Regions from separate parts of the Mus musculus genome. Here region 1 is linked to region 2. Evidence: chromatin contacts called from public HiChIP or PLAC-seq data. All regions are on one chromosome and are shown on one strand. Each heading gives the region's core, a stretch centred on a gene start, on an enhancer-like site or on the middle of the called end of the contact. The rest is flanking DNA. Distances are from core to core; before and after follow the strand shown. Region 1 has its middle 9.5 kb from the start of Gm22307. Region 2 has its middle 64 kb from the start of Mrpl15.

Region 1 (5,734 bases), core at 1,536-4,035, 180 kb before region 2:
CACTGGAAGAAGCCAGGCATATGAGGTCTGAGCTTTGCTCTTCAGTGTGACATGGAATTGTGTCTTTGTGAGAATGTCTCACACTTGCCCAGGTGTCTCTTCTTTTCATTAATCATAAATGTATATTTTATAGAGAGTATTGGTGAGTAATACAGCAGAAAATAGAGGCAGAGACATTTCTGCCAAATGCAGTGCTATTCCCTGCCACCTGCTTTAATATTCTGTCTAAATGTCTCAAATCTTATGCCATGAAGTTATTGAGCCCCTCAACCTGAATGTAGAGAAGGTATGTGGACTGGCTCCCAGGACACCTCAAGACCAAAAAGATATCCTCATTCAGAAAGGAGTACATGTAGACCTCACTTTCCTGACACCAGCTGTCTGTCACAGCTGCCCCATCCCTTCTCTATACTTCAGGCCAAACCACACATGCTTTAAGAAAAGTGATGTTGGTTGTCATGGCAGAAGCAATGAAGAGTGGTGCAGAGCTGACAGAATCTTATGTGGGTGATAGAAACTTCTTGGTTCCAAATGCTGAAATGATAGATTGATATTTAAGAACAACTAGAAAGCTAGAGAGAAAGGAACAGTTGAGACTTGAGCAGATCTAGATGAAAACAGGATTTTCAACATCCTTAAAACAGATGGGAGAGAATGTTGAATTGGGGGTTATTACAGTTTATGTCTTTGCAAAATGCACACATTTTCTGTGTCCTTTTTTACTTTAAAATGATGGTATGTGGGTTATGGAGAGGTGCAGTAACAATACATGTCTCCCTTTTAAGTGTTATCCAAAGCAGTCTTTTCAACTTCTCAATGCACTTTAGTCAATATAAGCTTCCCTTTTCTGGAAAAAAAACTACCACAAAAATATATGTTTGGAAGTTGTGTTCTGCTGAAATCCTTAAGTGTAATACTTTTGACATTGTGTGTGTGTGTGTGTGTGTGTGTGTGTGTATTCACATGAGCACACACATACCTGTGTGTGATCAGAGGACAACCCAGTACTCTGGCACAAGCAGACTTCCATCTTTTATGTTTTCTGTGAAAAGGAGTTCTTTCTGATCTTTGACATGAGTGAGAATTTGTTAGTTATTAAAATCCACAGAAATATCCCAGGTGAAGAAAACCAAGTATTATAGAGAGGCCTATAGATATCTCATCAATATTTGCAGCCAAACCTGTCATTATTGGAGTAGCTTCATCACAACTTGGTTATCAGTTGGACATCTTCCTAAGATAGCACCTTGACCCTGAAACATATCTTCCTCTTCTAATGTGGGGCCCAGGCCTTTTGACCTCCAAGTCCTTTCCTGGGAAGGCATAAATGGACACGTGCACTGGGCACACATGTTTTGGAGACAATGTCAGAGAGCCAGCTTGAGCTTGAACTCTGAAAAGAATTGGAAGCTGCATGGTGCTTGGGTCCCCTCTTGTTCCTGTATCTCCTCTTCCCCAGAACTCCTAATTTGTAGTAAAGCCACCATTCTTTGGTCCTGTTTGTGCACATCTCCCCCACATCTTTGGTGCTTTCTTCCCAGTTCTCTCTTCTGATTTCCCTTTCTTTCCCAGGAATTCTTCATCCAGAGTCTCTTTTCTCCGCCTCTAAATCTTGTTTCACACTGTTAATATACAAAAGGAAGCAAATGACAGGAGTTTAAGGAACAATCTTCTGCTGTCTGTGAGAGGGAAACTTCATTTCAGCTGCATCACTAGCATCTTTCTTTGATGATTTTTGCACTTCGTGATTGGGCTATCATCCTTTGTGTCTGAAATGGAGAGAGATGAAGGTCTAGAGCTAACTCAGAGAGAAAGTGAAGGAACCCCCACCCACCCAACTAATCAAATTGCATGCCTATGAGAGGGTGTGGCCAAAGATAGTCACTGAGCAGATAGTTCAATGATCAGAGTCCAGAGAGGAATTAGACAGGCAAATAAGTACCCAGAGTACAGTGAGATATGATAAAGGCTGATATGAAGTGATTCTGGAGTTTGGGGACGGGAAAGCAAGCAAATAGCATTGTGCTTAGAGGGTGGAGGCCTCAGAAAGGAGCTGACCTTTAACAAGAGATTTGGAACAAACAAGATGCAGTAAAGATACACAGGGTGCATCCTCTGACAGTAGGGAAACAGACATTCCAAAGCCACATGGTGAGAGCAGAGTCAAAGGTGTGTCTGAGAAACAGTGAAAGTAGAAATGGTAGGAGACAGCTTAAAACAAGACAACCAAAGGATCCCAAGGAACTACAGCTGGTTAGCAGTGTAGGTGTTATCCTGCAGGTCACAAGGGGGGCTGAAAGTATTATAAATGCTCAAAGGGCAATGACAATTGTGGGGGCTCGAACAAAAACTCTGGTAAGCAATTAGGAGGAAAAAGAGGCACCAAAGATAATTTCACAAGCTTGTTTTCAAAAGCTATTGTGTTTCCTAATAAATGTGTTTCCTAATAAATACATAACAATAACATTGAGCAAAACATGCGTGTAAGTCAAAGAGTGAACTTAGGGAGGGAGAGTTCATGTGTTCAGCTGGGCACTTTCCCTTTAGGTTGCTGGCTGGGTGTCAGTCTGCATTGGGAAATGGTGGCATAAAGCCCATGAAACAAAGCCACACTTGGAAATCACTGGATATAGCTAGAGACAAAACCTTGAAGGCCCAGGGGACATGTATAAGGTAAAGGAAAAGAAAACCTAGGTCGGAGCCTTGACAGGGCAAGGGGCAAACAGAAGATTGGAAAGTCGTGAAAGTAGGAAGAGATACGGAGAGGTTTACTGTCTTCACATCAAAGGGAGAAAGGTTTTCAGGAAGGGAGTGGACAACAATGTCAGAGGCTTAAGGGTGACGGAGTAAGATAAGGAATGTAAATGTAAGGTGGACTTTGAGATCTGGAATCTGTAGGTAATCACAGGACAACCTTCAGGTAGGAGGCATGTGTGTTACGGAAAGGATGAGGTCAGTGTGGCGTCCCTGGGAGTCAAAGACCCTACACACCCTAAAAATGACGAGACCACCAAATATGTTGCTTATGTGTGTCACAACTATTCATATTAACTACATTAGAAATTGAAACAGAATATGTTTTAAAATAGCTGCTTACTTGTTCTTAAAGTAATAAATCTGAGTATGAAGAGGTGACTTAAGAGTCAAGTACACTTACTGCTTTTGAAAATAGTTTGTTTCCCAACTCCTGTCTCACAGCTGTCTATAGCTCGTGTTCTAGGGGATCTTAGATTTCTTAGCTCCCCAGGCCCTCTCATTCAAGCACACACTCCTATATACACCTTTACATACACCTAATTAAAAATAATAGCACAAAATCTGCATGTAATAAACTTCTTAATAATCTATCCATGAGAACCTCAATACAGATCTCCAGAGTCCAGAGATGTTTGTAAGCCCAGTGCTGTCAAGGAAAGGCTAAGACAAGAGCATTGCTGAGGCTTGTTGGCCACCAGCCTCTGCCCAGGTTCAGCAAGAAACTTTGATTTAAATGAGTAGAAGAACGTGGTTGATAGAGAAGGACACCCCATGTCTCACCTGTGAGGGCACATAAAAGCATGAACATCTGTGTACACAGATCACACCCATACATACCTACACACATACAGATAACAAATACATTTTAATCACCTTAAACACCATTTTTAAGTGAAAAGTATCGTTACTTTCTTGAGAACTTACGTTCTCGAGACAAACAAGTACAGTCCAGCTGGGTAGTGGAGCTGTATGCACTCAGGAGGCAGAGGCAGGCAGATCTCTGTGAGTTAGAGAACATCCTGGTCTAAAAACACAGTCCAAACCAACCAGGCCTCCATGGAAAGACCCTGTCTCAGAAAAAAACAAAACAAAACAAAACAAAAAACAATAAGATTCCACAGTCCAGTTAATAACTCTTAAATTGCCAGCCTATGTAAGGCAATTGTGCATTCCCCTTTTGCCTGCTGTGAAAACCCAGAAATTCACTTGGGTCTAGTCTGTCTATTCATAAGAAAACACTCAAAGATGAAAACACCTGAACATCCTCCTCCACAGCATGCATTACAGTGTGCGTGTAATTTATAATTTATAATAGAAACTAGCTGCCAAGGAACAGAAGCTAAGGGATTTGTGTAAGTTCATTGTTTTCAATCTCATTAGCAAGTTTCAGCTACACCTTCTGACTACAACATTAGGGCTAAGATGAAAAATAACAATTTTCATGCTCTCATGTTCAACAACTCTCTGGTCTTATAGCCATCAGGCAGAACAGGATCTCATGTAGCCAGGCTGTGTATCCAACTCACTATGTAGCTGAAGATGACCGTGAATTTCTACTTCAATCTCCCAAGAGATTTATAAGCAGAGTCAGAATAGCCAGTTTGTGGAGTCCTGGGGATTGAACCAGAACCTTGTAAATATAGGCAAATAGTCTACTAACCTAGCTATATCTTCAGCCCAACATCAGACATATTCTTGAACTTTCTAAGTGGAGTTGAAAGGATACTTAGGTATAACATTTAAAGTTCTATCTTCATAAAGAAAGCTGAGACTCAGACATGCTGGCAAGGTTTAGTCTAAATGCTGGGGTATTAGTTAGACTGGAATTTATATATAAACAATGAATGTTTCTACAGTTGTTGGGGGTATTACAGCATTTCTTCTTGGTTTTATGATGGGGTGTCTTACTGTTGTTCACATGACCTTTCTTTTCCTAAAATTAGGAGAAAATGTGGTGTGAAACAAATGTTGATACATTTGTGATGAAAATGAAAAATGGTATACCCATGTTGGAAACAATTTCTTACTATTTATTTTATTTTATATGTATGTTTTGTCTTGCATCTGTAGATGCATCACTTGCATATAGTGCCTGATGAGACCCAAAACGGTTGTTGATTGCCTGAAATGGGAGTTACAGACCGTTGTGAGCTTACATGTGGGTGCTAGGAGATAAACCCAGGTCTCTGTAAAAGCAGGGAATGTTCATATCTACTGAATCATCTCTCCAGTCCCAGAGACACATTCTTGAAAAGTTAAACATACATATAATATTCAGGCCAGAAATTCAGTCTAAGAGAAGTTAAAATACATCTACACAGATCTGCACACAAACATTCATAGCAGCTTTATTCATAGTAACTCAAACTAGAATGGATCCAAAGTTTGTTATTTAAAGTAAATAAATGGAGTGTGTATTTCTTGGAAGTAACAAGATGAGGTCAATACTTAAAATAACAAATGACTCTAAAAATATCACGCTAACTGAAAGAAGCTAGATGTAAAATGCTATACTGTATGGTAACATTTATATGAGCTTGACATACACACATGTATACACAAAGTGTGGGATACCTCCCTATGAGCTATTTTCTGGGGATGGAGATATACAGAGGCCCCTCAAACATAACAAGTTATTGCCAATGCTATTGGTTGTCCACCATAATAATTTTATTAGATCTTATTGCTGAATGCATCACAGACTTGGGTTGAAGTCATCAAAGCTCTCCCCAGGTTGTGCACACCATAAGTTATAATAATAATGTACATGACAAGGCATGCCTTCCTATGCAACAACAGCATGACTATTACAGGATAACCAACAGCTCTCTTCGTGGCTTTGAAGCTGGTTCTTCCAGAGGGAACTCATGCCCTGTGTTGTAAACCTTGTGAAGAGCAGGGTGTCTGATAAAGTCATACTTCTTAGGTGAGAACTTAATACTGCTACTTTATTAAGTGCACATGGTATCAAACGTCC
Region 2 (5,119 bases), core at 2,112-4,611:
TAATGGAAGTGACATTTTATTTTTAAGGGGACACAGTAAATAGAAAGTTGAGCAAATGTAGGCAGCTTAGATCATGAAAGACTGGTCCATCCATGACAGAACCTCAGAAATGTCACACCCTAAGCTTTGGCTCTTTCTAGGCAAAACACAGGTCATCTTCAGTACAACCCATAATTCTCCATGCCCCCTTCATTATGATTATGGTTTGGGCCAGAGTAGTTAGTTGCCCAGAAAGTTAACCAACAGTCTTTGTGGTCTTATAACAGCAGGGTCAAAAATCTACTCACTATTAGTCAAACACTTCATGTGCACCCTTTGCTTCACAAGTGCATTTGTGCACAAATATGTAGCTTCCAATGATAAGTGATGAACACTTATTGTTTCTACCTAGGAAATGATCCCATGTTTCTTTCTTACAAGCTCAAACTGAACAAGTTCCCTATATCTGATCTTGTGTTCTCCCAAGTCTATTTCCTTATTTCCCTAAACATAAGATTTGAATGTTGGTCCTGATTAGTTTTGTGTCAACTTGACATACATGAGAATAAGGACCTTCAGTTGAAGAACCATCTTGATGAGGCCTGTGGGCATGTCTGTGGGCCATTTTCTTGATTGATCATTGACAGAGAGACATGGAAGTGTCCAGACCACAGTGAGAGGTACCCTTCCTAGTCAAATGGTCCTGGAGTTGCTAAACAAGCCCCAGGGAGCAAGCCAGTAAGCTCTGCTCCTCCACGCTCTTTGCTATAGTTCTTGTCCTCATGTTCCTGCCTTGAGTTCCTGCTTTGGCTTTCGGCTTCTCTGGATGATAAACTGTGATATGGAAGTATGAGCCAAATTCCCTCACACACACACACACACACGTTTATTTGGTCAGTGTTTTTTCACAGCAACAGAACATGCCTTTCAATAGTCAAGTTACAGACCAGAATCTCCACACCGTTCTGGTAAAAAGTTCAAAGACCGTAGTTACTGCTTGAAAGTTTGATGGGGATGAAGTGAAAGAAACGGTATGCCGTGCATCTGCAGAAATTTCTTGACCAACCTTTTGTAGACAGGGCACTCACAGAGCATGAACTTTGGCATGTCTACAAGTCCCCAGGGTTTTTCAGTCTCTGTTTCATCAGTACCGAGGTCACATATATAAAACACACACCCAACCTTTATGTTGGTGCTGGGAATTCATACTCAAGCTCTCATACCTGCACAGCAAACACTACCCACTCAGCCAACTCTTCAGCCCCAAGTTCCAGATACTTTGTATAAAAGGCAAGAAATGGAAGGATTCATTATTAACAGGGAGGGGAAGGAGCAGGGTCCACCATGGGTTCAGGAAGTGCCTGGAAGAACAGACAGGGAGCATAACTCACCAGCAATGTTTAACTCCTGAGAAGCTTAGACATTCCCCCAGAAAATGCCCTTTTATATCTTCCATAAGTCAGATTTAGAAAAACTAAACTCTTTGATTTTTTTCCAGAAAAAATATGTTTTAATGATTCTTAATTGTAAGGAGCGGGTGTGGCAGCAGTCCCAAGAAGGCGCCAGGGACTGCAGCTAAGTCTTATGACTTGCACCTGACTTCCTCATATACCTGAAAATAAGCCACAACCATCGTGAGAGCTGCGCAGGTGCAGCAGGATACTGGCGAATCCATTTTGGTGGAGACATGCCCCTGCTGCCCTGATTAGCTGAAGCTGCGTGCCTGGTGAGGTGACGTGGCCTGCTGTGAGTGGATGAGGGCTGAGAGTATATAAGAGTGAGAGGCCCGGGTCAGAGAGGAAGAAAAGAAAAGTTGAAGAGAGAAAGATGAGAGAGAAAGTTGAAGCGAGAGAGATGAAGACTGAAGTTTGCTGAATAAACTGCTATTAGAAGGACTGGTGGTCCTGCCGCTGGTTGTGAGCGGACGCGACACTTAATTACACCTATCTTATTTGCTTAGGAGACAAAAATATGTAAAATGTATTTGCAGGTATTTTTCAGTGCCTACGGCATTCTGAGAGAGAAATTATCATCTTGGCTTTGCTATTTACAAAATGGGTAACTAAGCATACACCTGGCTTCTCAATGTGTCTTTTCAGCATAAGAGGGAGATAACTAAATTGTGACAATTGAATGAAAAAAATACATGTAATGTACTGAAAGAGCAAGCACCTGCACCATGATGATGACCCTTTCCGATGCCTGGGCTCGTACTAAGCACATTTTAGACTCAATAGTTGCTGTAACAGGAAGAATGAACCTTTAGAGCCCAGAGCTGAGGAAACTTTACTGCCCGACATGGGCATTTCAGTTATCATTTATATCATCATTGGCCCTTCCATGAGGGATGAATATCTGATGCTCAGGCAGCTAGAGATCATGCTTGGAAGGCATTTTCAGGAATAGACTAACTTGTGTTTTTCACCTCATTCCTTGTAACTTCACAGGAAGTAGAAAAAGTGATCCTAGTCTTGGAGCCTTCACTGTACATTCCGAGGGCCCTGCAGGTCAGGCTGAGACCCCAGTTTGGTCATCACTAAGAATATGCCATAAATAATATGGTTTGCAACAGTGGGGCAAAATGCACTCGATCAACTACCATCCAGAGTTATAAAATAAGTTGTCCTTCCAAGAAAACGCTAGTTAAACAAAGATTTTTAAAAGATGAATTTCTTTAGTTTATTATCAAATATGAGTCTTTGTTTTTAGCTACAATTCATGTCATTATTCACATATGTTGTTCCAATAAACAGTAAATATATACACTATACTTTAAAAATATTATGTATTTGCCAGTATAGTGCACATATCGCCTTTAAAAAAACAACTGCAAAAATGGTCTTGTAAAAAAGTATAACTCTAGCTATCAATAACAAAGTATAACTCTAGCTATCAATAACTGCTCAGGCGTCTGCTACAGCCTTTTAAGAAGCCTCTCCTTGCCGGGCGTGGTGGCGCACGCCTTTAATCCCAGCACTTGGGAGGCAGAGACAGGCGGATTTCTGAGTTCGAGGCCAGCCTGGTCTACAAAGTGAGTTCCAGGACAGCCAAGACCATACAGAGAAACCCTGTCTCGAAAAACCAAAAACCAAACAAACAAACAAACAAGCAAAAAAAAAAAAAAAAAACATTAAAAAAAAAAAAAAGAAGCCTCTCCTTCTGGTAGATTCAATTTTTTGGCAAACTCAGATCAATATGTCCCTCTATGAGATGAAAAGACTGAGACTCTTCATCTAACACCATCAGTTGCTTGGCCTGGAGTCTCACAAGCTTGGAGAAGCTGGGGAGCAAGCACATTGAAGCCGGCCTGCCTTGAGGTCACAATGTACTCCCCACTTTAACACTGCCAGGAAAAGCTTTGCTGTGCTTTAAGTTGCCAAACCACTGAAGCTTTAGGTGATGAATCTATTACTTATTAACAAGAGGTTATGCTCGTTTGTGTAAGTAGAAGGTGTGAAAGCTTTCTTCATTTTTAAACACTATGACCTACTAAAGAGGAATGTAAAAAGATAAAGACTGCTACAAATGCTGCATTTCATGGAATGAGGCCAACTGAGAACCACCAGAAGTGCAAAGACGTGAAGTCATGGGAAGATGGCAGGTAGGTCCAATAATCAAACGCGCGCGCACACACACACACACACACACACACACACACACACACATGCACGCACGCACACAGCTGGAACAAGCTGGGCTGCCTGAAGTACCAGGGTGCAAAGCTATCCTTCTCCATAGGAGTTTTGTCCTATCAAGGCCATTGTTTGACAGAGCTCAGGCCTAACAATGACCCATTGTTGCAGATGCAAGTGAGCGTTCCAGGTCTCTCCCTTCATTTTCAGCCTTAGATTCAGCCACCCTCCTGTGGGCTGCTCTGCACATACACTATGTCTGGGCTGCCGGCACACACCACAGATGCCCTGACCAAGTTTGGAGATATTGGAAAACTTTGTCCTTGCTCTGATTTTGATAAAATATAAAGACTACTGCAATTGTTTACAGAAAGATGACACAGGAGAAACAGACTGTGGAACTGCCTACCCGAGCCTCCTACCTCCCTACAAAGCCACATTTGGAGCTCCAAGGACACACCACACACAGAAGATGCGCAGAGGATTTTGTACAAATATGTGATGGCTTGAAATCTTCATTTTTAAAAGGAACTTAAAGACTGTCTTCAGTTACTTGTAAGAGGTTGGTTTTGTTTAACTAACCCTGAAATGGATAGTAATCGCTGCATGGATTTTACTTTCAATGCTTCACGAAGTTGCAAGTCATCCTTGAGCAGGAGACATGCCAGTCTTGGTCTCATTCAGAGTTTATTATGTGTGCTGCTCGGTGAACACCACTGGATGGATTTTTAGTTCCTGGCCTAAAACAACATACCTATAAGCATGCAGCTACTAGCTATAGTTCTTGATTTCTGTATCATGTGAGATTCTTGTACTATGCATAAAAGAATAGTAAGAAGCTTACTGTAAATGTCTACTAAGGAGGCCCTGGATAACAGTCTCACCTGGAAATCATCTCTCCATGATGTATCACTTCCTAAGTGAAGCAGGTGATGACCTGAAGCAAGAGTTTGGACAGTGCCTCTTGACTCTTTCAACAGAGCAGAAGATGTTTCTTGGGGCTGTCTGAATGCTCTGTGTTCTTTGCCTTTTCATTCTATCTGGGATGGAGGATCTTGATAATACTTTTCTAAGGTCCCACAGTGAGAGTGCCTGCCTGAAAGAGTACCAGGTGTGGAAGGATGCCTTGAGTTCCTTATGTTAGACCCTTTGAAAAGGAGGGAATTACCCTGGCATCCAATTTCCCCAGCTGCCCTGGGTTTTGTTGTTCAAGTATTCTATGCATTTCTTCTTCCATCTGTAAAATAGTAACTGTCTACTATTTCTCATTGAGATTTGTTGCGAAACAGAGACTGATTGTAGGTAAAAGTACTTTATAAAAGTCATCTGTGTTGGTGTTAACCATCTATGGAAAAATGCATTGAGTTTGTGTGCATGCCACAGGCCTTTCATCATCTGCCCTGACGGGTGTACCTCTTCACCTTCTGTCTCTTCGCCCTTGCTTCTACACACCACTCCTCTAAGCACTTACAGCACCCACGTCTCTTCCCTCCTTGAGCTGTCCTGTG

The links. HiChIP or PLAC-seq counts read pairs in DNA pulled down with a chosen protein or histone mark.
Region 1: a contact with region 2 is called in an H3K27ac HiChIP or PLAC-seq map of extraembryonic endoderm stem cells. The contact joins two enhancer-like sites. A contact is called at or near these places in 4 of 39 promoter capture datasets (the HPC-7 cell line, embryonic stem cells, hematopoietic stem and progenitor cells and 1 more) and 4 of 115 datasets of contacts at active chromatin or transcription factors (differentiating embryonic stem cells, embryonic stem cells, extraembryonic endoderm stem cells and 1 more).

Annotation. Positions count from the first base shown.
Region 1 is chr1:4,535,661-4,541,394 of GRCm38.p6, forward strand. No RefSeq gene overlaps it. Among named protein-coding and RNA genes, the nearest start is that of Gm22307, 9.5 kb to the left of the region's middle. Within about 2 kb of position 2,786, at least 18 of the 459 cell types and tissues checked have an H3K27ac peak or open chromatin away from gene starts, as enhancers often do. A contact at or near this core is called in extraembryonic endoderm stem cells, where this site is marked.
Region 2 is chr1:4,719,055-4,724,173 of GRCm38.p6, forward strand. No RefSeq gene overlaps it. Among named protein-coding and RNA genes, the nearest start is that of Mrpl15, 64 kb to the right of the region's middle. Within about 2 kb of position 3,362, at least 24 of the 459 cell types and tissues checked have an H3K27ac peak or open chromatin away from gene starts, as enhancers often do. A contact at or near this core is called in extraembryonic endoderm stem cells, where this site is marked.